Linked DNA regions of Zea mays: region 1 is linked to region 2. Evidence: chromatin contacts called from public Hi-C data. All regions are on one chromosome and are shown on one strand. The core of a region is the stretch at or near the end of the contact, and the rest is flanking DNA. Distances in the headings are between cores, read along the strand shown. Region 1 holds the start of LOC100194193 (Hydroxyproline-rich glycoprotein family protein). Region 2 holds the start of LOC103651368.

Region 1 (4,999 bases), core at 1,370-3,869, 200 kb after region 2:
GGAGATATTTGCCATGGAATGAAGTCTCTAAATGACTACCACTCTGAATTGTTTGGTTGTACACCTGTGGTCGGTTCCCTTTACCTTTGGGCACCTTTGACTAATCAGTATATGTGGTAGAACTTGCAGTTACTCTAATATATTTGTCACTTCATGTAGAAGAGCTTCTCAACTGTTCATAATGTTGGAACTGAGGCTGGTTAGCTTGGTTGCATTTTCGCTGTACCTTCCTCTGTTCGCCTGTCGACTGTCGCCTGAGAACGAATTTTGCCGAAACTCGAGTTGCACCTGGTCATGTTTTCTACGATGTGCTTTCTTATTAGGTGATCACAGGTTGGTTTTATCACAACACTTCGGCTGTTTTGCGGGGATTTGTTTTATCGCAATACATTTTGGCAGTCATAATCTCGAGGAATATGAAAATCCATAAATATTATCCTCTGGTTATAGGCTGGATAATATTCTAGATTATTGTGTCTTGGTGGGCTGTGTTGGGCTTCTTTGGATGCTGGCACGAAAAGATTGTATGGCCAGGCACGCCTCCCGGTTTGTTGCCTGGCTTGGCAATGGCTTGACAGGTCTTAATCCAAACAGGAGGCAATGCATGTCAAATATCGATCCAAAACGACGCCCAAGTTTTTTTAAGAGCTCTCGCGCATGGGAGAAGGGGCAAAATAGTCATTGTTGTTCCTCGTCTGAAATCAATCTTTCAAATTTTACCTTTGGGTTTAATTTCATCGTCTGACTATCAAAATGATCATTTACTGCTCAAAGTTTGCACTTGGGGTTCAATTTTATACATGAATGCACAGGTTGAGCTCAAAGTGCGTAGTGTGGGGGCTGAAACAGTTACAGAAACAACAAATTTACGAAGTTCAGTGATAAACTTGTGCATTAAACAATAACTGGGGGAGTAGGATGGCTGGTTAAACGATAACTGGGGGAGTAATATGGCTATTTCGTCGGGTACAGGTCATGGCTGTATGAGAGTATTTATCCTCGGCAGGTTGTGCATTAAACAGTTACTAGCTTGGATTTCGAGAGATTGAGTGAAAAATAGCTAATTTCCCCTTAATCTCTGGGAACCCTGCGAAGATTTAAGTTTCCAAAGTGGCCTTTAAATGATAAATAGGAGAGTAAGATTAAGATGGCTAGTTAAATTATAACTATGGTGAGTAAGATGGCTATTTCGTCATGGGCATCTTTGGTAGATTGTCTTGTGGACACTAATTGAACGTACGGTGTCTAGCAGACCATGGGCTTTTCGGTTGGGTCTACATCGAAGGAGACTAAATTTTTCTTAGTCAAAATTAAATATAGGTGGATTTAATCCTCTTTAACTGATTTAGTGACTAGGGATTATGGAGGGTTTGGAGGGGATTGAGAGAAAATTAGTTCATTTCCTCTCAATCAACCCTAATTGAATAAAGCCTAAGCTATCTTTAGCAGCTTTTCTATTTTATCTTATTTCTTATTTTAAACTTCACTCTATAAATAATATTTTTTAAAGAGTAAAGTTGTGTTCTATACGATCATATACATGATGATCCGTGGAACACAACCTTATAACATTTCGAACGCCCCAGAAAAGTTTCTTGGTACTTGTCCCCTCCACGTATTTCCACATTCACATCCATATTCCGTTGGAACAGACAATTTCTTTTAGCACCCATACCCTTGTACGAGACACTCAATTACAGCATCAACGTTTGGGAGCTGTTGTACATAACATTATAGCACTGTTTTGTATTATAGACAATACTATTTATAGAGAGTAGAGCTGCTAGAGATAGCGAGCGTCTCTAGAAGGCCTTCTAAATTTCACTCTAAATTATCATTTAGTCATTTAAATAAAACCACTTTCTATATTTTTCTAATCTTTAACAATTTTTCTATATCTTGCTTGCACTCTACAGAGTCATGCACGTTTTCTATCTTTAGCTAGCGAGAAACCCAAAATTAAATATGATTATATTTGGATAACCATATAAATAAGCTGTTAGAAGGTATTTAAAAAACTCCATTCATATCATTGAGGAAGAATAGTGTAATTCTGGGTTAAAAAACTTTATTCATATCAATTAAAAAAACTATATTCATATTAAAAAACTCTAGAATGTCTTTTGAAGGCTGTCTGCAGCAGCTATCATATCCCATTCGTATTTTAAACTTCACTATGTAAATAGTGTAATTTACGGTCTAAATCATCTAATTTACATGATTTGATATAAATAATCTATGATCGTGTCCAACAGTTTAGCTATATGGTTACTTAAAATATTGTTTTATATTGTCCTGCAATGCAAACTGTATTTTTCGTATAGTATAGTTTGAATATGAAGATATGAATGAGTAAGCTGCTAAAAAATAGTCTAAAAATTATAAACAGATCAGCCCTACAAGAAGATTACTGCAGGATTAACCGCGCACATGGCACACGAGGTGGACCGCGATGGAGCACCCCGAACAAAGCGGTCATCGGAAACCGATCACATCTCGCCCAGACACCACACAGCAGCAGGACTGCATGAGCAGCAGAGGGCAGAGCACGGGCACGGCCGTCCGCAACGCAAGGTATCCTTCGGTCGGTTCTCATCCCCATCCCCGGCCACCCCTATCCACCGCTGCACCGCCACCCCCACCCCGCCCACGCCAGATTTCGCCAGATCTCAGGCCACATGTGGACGGGCTCCGCCGAGAGCTGAAGCAAAGAGCTTGGCATTATCCGTCTCGCTCTCCGAGGTCCACCACGCTCGCTCTCCGCTTCCCCAGCCCCACCGCCATTTTTATCCCACTTGCTCGGCGCTGCCCCCATTTTTATTCCTCCCCGCGCCTCGAACCCCACCACGGTACCCACAGCTCTCGCCGCTATAGCTCCGCCGCCGCTTTGCTTGCCTCCTCAGTTTTCACCCTCGCAGTCACGGACATCTGGCTGTTTTTACATTGGGACTCTGCTTTTTCCTGCCTGCAACAGCGACTCCTCTTTCCCCGCCTCTTCCTCCTCCCGCTTCGGATTCCCAACCCCCCCGCTCAGGCCTCTTCCCTTCACAGCACCAACCCAAAACCCTAGCCGCAACGCCTACGCATGGCTTCCCCCGCGCGCCCCGCCGCCACCTCCGTCTCCGGCGCCTTCGGCCTTCCCCCCGACGCGCGCTGCTCCTACGACCAGCCCCGCCGCCGCGAGGTGCCCGCACTCTGTGCTCTGCTCCCGTCGCGATCTCTCGGTTTCGAATTTCCTTCCTTCACTCGGCGCCTGACAGACCGACTCTTCTGGTGGTGGGGGTGCGGGGTGCCGCGCCGGGCAGGGCTTGCAGGACGAGAGGATGGTGCAGACGTTCGTGGCCGCCTACGCGCAGCCGCCGCCGCATCAGGACGGCTTCTACCCAAAGGAAGCCGTGATGGCGGCCGTGGAGGAGTGCATGCGGAAGCAGGCCGACGCGCTGCTGCACTCGCTCGACGGCATCGGGGGCAGGCTTTCGCAGCTCGAGCTCTACTGCTACAAGCTCGAGAGGTCCATCGGGGAACTGCGCAGCGACGTCATGGACTACCACAGCGAGAGCACCACCAACTTCAGATGCATCGACAAGAACCTCGGACAGGTGCGTCCGCGCGTGCCTTCTCCGTGCATCTTGGATCCCGGTGTGCACCACCTGGCTTCTGGAGTACTACTGGTGTGCTAGTGTTCTGGTAATGTCGCCGAGTAATGGCAGACAATGACAGTGCGAGATTTCCAATTTCTCACTAATATTTGGTGTAAAATGACTTAACTGATTATTTATTTCCCTGAAAGCTAGTACATTCAGTGGAGTCAACTTATGGTTCCCGGAGATGAGATTTGTATCACTTGGCTCTGAGACTAACAGCTACTAGCATCTTTGGTAACTAGATCTACATTTTGGATGCCAGGTCCACAAATCCTTGCAGGTTCTTCAGGATAGGCAGGACTTGGCTGAAACTCCAAAAGAACTCAGCAAACTTCAAATAGCACATGAGGCACCCTCTCATCAGAAGGGTGAGGCCACCGGTTTTCCCATGCTTGCGCCAAGGGAAAATGACCACATCACACAAGCTCCAAAACATGAGGTTGCCCTTTTGCGACTTCACCAAGTTAATGGGATGCAGTCCCCTGCCGTGCAGGTCCAAACCAGCGGTGGCTTTGTTCTGCAGCACCTGGTGCCTGTCTCTTTGAGCACGCAGCATGATCAGCAGCAATTGAACCAGGCTCCTGTGTACTATGTGCAAAGCCAGGATCATGCTAAATCCACAGAGAGCAAGGCGTTGGAACCTTTGGTTCAAGGTGTGCAGCCACTTGTCCACAACCCTGAAGTCATGGCTCAAGTTGAGCTACCTCAGAAACCTAATCAAGCAACTGAATTGTACCCTCAACCTCAGAATCACAGACTACAGATGCCTACCCAGCAGGTTGATTCGCATACATGGCATCCCCAACAGCCCATGGTGCAACAGCACCAATACATTATCCAACAAGTTTCACGACACATGGCTCAACAGCAGTCCTCGTCTCCTCATTCTCAGAGTGCTCAAGCCACACCCTTGTTTCCTCCATTCAGCTCCCCGAAGCCTGCTAGTTCTAACACTGATCCAATTACAAGAAGTATGGCTGGGCAACCTCCATACTCTTCATCGCAGCAGCAGCATGAAGTCGCCCATTCATTTTATGGCCAAGGCAATACAATATTGGTTCCTGTAGCTGATCATAATGCTCAGCATCAGCAATCGCAATCAGTGCAGCTACACAGCCAGGGCACCTGTCTACCTCAACCAAGCAAGCCCAGTCACTGCAGTGTTGCATCCTATGCTGTTCAAGGAAATGGTCAGACCTACAGCTCCACATACAAGAACCCTTCTAACTGCCCTGCAACTGTCGTAGCTCTTCTGCCTCAGCCTCCAGCTACTGCTTCTATGGCGTATCATCCCTTGGGACCACAGGTCGTGCACAATCATCCATTTGGAAATATGGTTGAAACGGCTAGTGTGG
Region 2 (4,893 bases), core at 1,153-3,652:
TCACGGTTGCCTGTGCATGAGGTTGGTGTGGGCGGGTGGCGGCCTTGCCTGTGGAAGTTCCACGGGTGTTACACAAGGAGGATTTCTTAAATAGATGGTGGGCTTGCTGTAATCTGTGCTTGCTGTAGACCTAAGGCAGATGGCGGGCTCTAACGCCTAGAAGGGGATCCAAGAGTGAAGATGGCGGATGGAAGGGAGGCGCGCAGGTGTTCTTGTGGAAGGGAGGCGGAGATGGCCGGCCAATGGAATGGGATCGCTGCCGTTGGACGGAGGGCGCCAAGGATGGAAGGGCCAATGGTGCCAAGGATGGAAGGGGATCCAAGCGCGATTCAAGGCGGGGCGATGATCGTGGAGATTGCTTCCCTCTCCCCCGTGGCAGGCGTGGACGGGGGAGTGGGAGAGGGGCAGTGCCGCGTGGACGGGGGAGTGGGAGAGGGGCAGTAGAACCAAGATGTACGCGTGGGAGAGGGGCAGGGGCAGTAGAACCATCGCGAGTGGAAGCATCGCCCTCCACCTCGGCCTCCACCTTCGTCGCCACCATGACCTTGGTTTAGACCCGGATTGAGGCCTCCGCCGTCGCCGCAGCAGCCTGGACGTGGATCTAGTCCTCGATCATCGCCGCCACAACCTGGACGCGCAGATCTGGAGCGGCTTCGTACTGGTGGAACCCCGGGTGCTTGGTGAGCGGCACGCCCAGCTCCGCCATGCACGCCTGGATCCGGTCGTCGCTGCCGCATAGCGCCGGGTACCGGCGGAGGCAGCCATCCTGCATCCGCGCGAGCGCCTCGGCCAGCGGCCGGCTGATGGCGAAGCCGCCGCCGCCGTACGCCGGAAAAGTAGATGTTCTGCAGGTGGCTCTCGGAGAGGGAGCCGATGTAGTAGGGCTGGCGGTGGTCGAACTTGTTGAGCACGGTGAGGAGGTTGTCCGGGAAGAAGACGGTGTCGTCGTCGCCCAAGACGAACCAGCGCACGCCGGGGAGGCCGAGGCGGAACGTCTCGGAGACGATGCGGCCCGGCAAGCGGGTTGGAGCGCGATGAGCCGTGTGGAGGGTGGGGGTGCCTCCTCCACGTCGCGCGCAGTCGCTACCGCCCACCGCAAGATAGGGTTTCGGCTGGGAGTCTGTGGAGGGGTGGTGCAGATGAGGCGAGCGGTTGGTGCGGGGTGGGGGAGAGGAAGGGGGCGGGCACGACTGGATGGCGCGTGCGGCTGGATGGCATAGGTAATAGAAACGGACGGTCCAAATAGATGGGAGGCAGAACGGCAGAACGGCAGAACGCAGGGAGGCAGACTACTATTGCTTACTTAATAAGTAGTAGAGATTGTGGAGGTTCTCAACCTCAACCTGGACTCCTGGTTCTAGGGTTGCTCTGCACATGAGTTTATTAGGTGCAACCGTGCTTCTCTTTTTTATATATTGTCAATCATATATATTATTAATCATCGCTCATGTACATATGGGTGACAATACGTTTTAAATTTTACAATATAAAATTTAAGGATCGGATTAAAATCGTGTCTCTTTTCTATTCATTTTTGAACTAAAATTTATTTAGAGTCCTACTTTGTGAGGAAGTATTTGGATCATAATCCATAATCGCTTATACATGTACATGAGAAAGGTTTAATCGAGAAAAAAATATCTGTGGACTGCGGTCTGCTGCTGGATCGATGTTGCCAGGAGCCTAGCAAAGTAACTACTAATAACTAGGCGTAGGTGTCAATTCTACTGCTGCTGGCTTTGCCGACCTCGGCCTCCAGCGTCTCCATCTGCTGCTCCAGCAGCCTCAGCCTCTGGTGCATGCTGTCCAGCCTCCGCCGGGCCGCCTCATCTGTCAAAAAAAAAAACAACGCAACTAGTCAGCGGTGATCACTCATCTGTTTATTCATATCACTATCGCTACAGATTAAATTAATAATAATGGGGTGTGAACGATCCCGCTAGCTCGATCATTGCTGTCATTACTGGCTTCTACTGTATTTACGAAACGAACCTAGCTGCGCGACGAACTGCGAGACGGTGACCTCCTGCCCGGCATCGGTGACGACGATGGGGGTGCCGCTGCCGCCGTCTCCGGCTCTGGCTCTGGCTCTGGCTCTGCGGACGGCGCCCTCCGCGAGGCCGGGCTTGGTGGACGACGTCCCTGCCCTCGTCGCGCTCGCAAGCATGGCTCTACGCGACCCTCTTGTTCAGCCGATCTCTTCGTCGTCGTTCTCTTGCTCCCGGTCCCAGGCAGCAATGACAGCAGTGGTCCGTTAGCTTGGATCTAGAGGCAGGAGACGTGTCCGCTGGAGTGGGGACGAGCCGCTTTTTGTACACGCGCGCGCAAGGGTGGACATGAGACTTGGGGGAGGGGTTGGGCCGCGCCGGACCTCGTGGATTGGGGCCTCAGATTGGCTTGCGCGGGCCGAGAGACCAAACTCACTACTTCACTAGTAAGTCTAAGCATACTATACAAAATAACGTGGGGATACTGTAGACATACTATAAACTAATATGGTATATAATATTTTAAAAAAGATAATGAGATAGACGTTTAGGGGTGAACTCAAACTAATGTATTGTTTGGAACCTTTAAAACTAATAGTTAGCTACTAAAAATTAGTCGTTGGATTTCAAACATCATCCTAAGGGTCTGATTGGAAGCAAATATATTAGAGAGAATTAAAGTGACTATAGTCTCTTACTATTTGAATAGTAAGGGATTATAGGCCCATTAATCCCCTTCAATATTTTTGCTCTCAAATAATCCCTAACTAATTGTTATCTACAACACAACTAACAATTAGTTTATTAGATTGTTTATCTCAGCTAATAATTTATTAGCTGGCTAATTATTAGCTCTAGGTATGCAAATATGACCTAAAACGATCGATCGATGGATCAACCGATCTACACTATACATGCATGGCAGCATGGGTCACCATTCGCACATGTGCCTTTGTGCGGCTGTGTGAGATCTCTCTCGATATTTCATGCTGATCCAGCGGCAGGAAATCTTGAGGCCTCGGAGATGGCGATGCATGAATACTGTCGTGTCCCTTAACACGTAAGCCGTGAGGTGGACGTGCATGCATCCATCGTAACCGGAGGGAGCCCGTTGCGTCATTGCTTGCGTACGGCTCCCGTTGCGTTGACCCCCGGATATTATAAGTATTTATATGTAATGCTTTAAAAGAGATAAAGGTCGTTTCATCTGGTTAAACTTCTTGTTGTTACCACTTACCAAACACAAAGGATGATATGACTATCTTGGAAGTGAAACCATAAAACTCATAAAGTCAGTCTCAACGAAAGTTTCACAAGAGTTTTATTTGTATTTAAAATAGCTTGCCACATATGAATTTTTTTATGACATGCCAATGTTTTACTAAAGTGAGAAGAAATAAGTTTTTCGAGAGTGAAACTCTCTTGACGTGATTATCAACTCTCTATAAGCCACATAATTGATTGTCTATGAAACTATCACTACAACTAAAAAACCTTTAGGAACCGACTATAGTACTAGATTCCTAACCGATACTATGTAAACAGGACTAAAAATCATATTCTTTTGTTATGGTACTAAACGGTACCCTAAAAGTAAAGCATACGGTCGGGCTTTCATGTATTCCCTCCTTACCACTCTGCTATAGAGCTATTTGTGACTATCAAGAAGATATTTCCCTTTTACTTTACATCTGAAAGAGCCTTTAATGTCGTTAGTGACAAAAATGGGACTAAAGAGCTCTTTAGTACCGATTTTTGCAACTAACCGGTACTAAAGGGTAACTTTTAGTACTAATTTTTGTCACCAATCAATTTTAAAATCTCCTCTAGCTTTAGTATCAATTATTGTTACCAACCATTACTATGTAGACTCTTTAATACCAGTTAGTCACCAATCTATACTAATCTATGCTTGATAGATTAGTATCGGTTGGTGGCTTCAATCGGTTATACATTAGTACTTATTGGTAGGGATGAAAACAATGGGTACGTACAGATAGTAGGTCATTCTATATCCTACCCTAAAGTATTTTAACCGGGTTCTAGATCGGATACGGATCGTTAGAGATGGGATTGATATGGATACATGGATCAACTATTTATTCGGGTAAACAAGTGACAAATACAAATATTATTTGACTGGATATATGAGGATACTGAATACTTGCCGGATAGTGCATGAATTGCTTATTATTCACTACAATTTAGTTCATGTGTAAGACTATTACACCATGGACATTGAGTGACTCGAATTCGAAGCTAAACTATCCAAATACTAATTGTATCCGTCAAAAATATAAAAGTATCTGAATTTGTATAAAAAACTTGTATTTATACAATTCGTATCCGGTACCAGGTACGTGACGGGTATACCCGATCCGTTTTTACCCCTACTCTCTAATGTGATTTGTGGTTTATCTCTTTTCCCTAATTCCCCCACCTAGAATTAAATCATGATTAAGTTCGTGTCAAGTTATATACTGGAGTTATAGCTTTAGTTATTTAGATGTGCATTTTTTTTTCTGTACCATGTACACAGTGAAGAGTACCAAATCATTCGCTAGTTTTTTTGTCATGTTCTTATATGTTCGTAGATATCGTATGCGTATTGTCAATTTGAGGACTTCCCTTCATATTATTAGTTACTATCACGGCCGGCCCTAGGGTCATGCAGCGGAGGCGACCGCCGGGGGGCCCACGAAAGAAAGGGGCCCAATATCTAATAGAATAGTAGGATTGATGTTAAATTATTGTCTTACTAAATTACATAGATGTGGAACAGACGACGCACATGTCTGACTAAAGCGTCGGTTGAAGGCCTTCGTTCTACACCGCTGCACCGAACCAGTCTCGTTTTTACTGTCGTCGCCGATCGCATGCCACACGCTCGTAGCTTAATTAGTTT

Evidence for each region. A called contact is a pair of places that touch in the nucleus more often than the background predicts.
Region 1: a Hi-C map of leaf shows a contact between it and region 2, with 6 times the contacts expected there. The contact joins the promoter of LOC100194193 here to the promoter of LOC103651368 in region 2. A contact is called at or near these places in 2 of 25 Hi-C or Micro-C datasets (bundle sheath and leaf).

Annotation. Positions count from the first base shown.
Region 1 is chr3:215,437,902-215,442,900 of Zm-B73-REFERENCE-NAM-5.0, forward strand. LOC100194193 (Hydroxyproline-rich glycoprotein family protein) reads left to right here and starts at 2,620. Exons shown (of 3, transcript NM_001279438.2): 1 at 2,620-3,184; 2 at 3,306-3,599; 3 at 3,907-4,999. The coding sequence starts at 3,086. It overlaps LOC103651370 (ubiquitin-conjugating enzyme E2 36), which reads left to right. Exons shown (of 8, transcript NM_001347940.1): 8 at 1-162.
Region 2 is chr3:215,241,077-215,245,969 of Zm-B73-REFERENCE-NAM-5.0, forward strand. It overlaps LOC103651368, which reads right to left and starts at 2,403. Exons shown (of 2, transcript XM_008676992.4): 1 at 1,993-2,403; 2 at 1,412-1,830. The coding sequence starts at 2,167. The coding sequence ends at 1,706.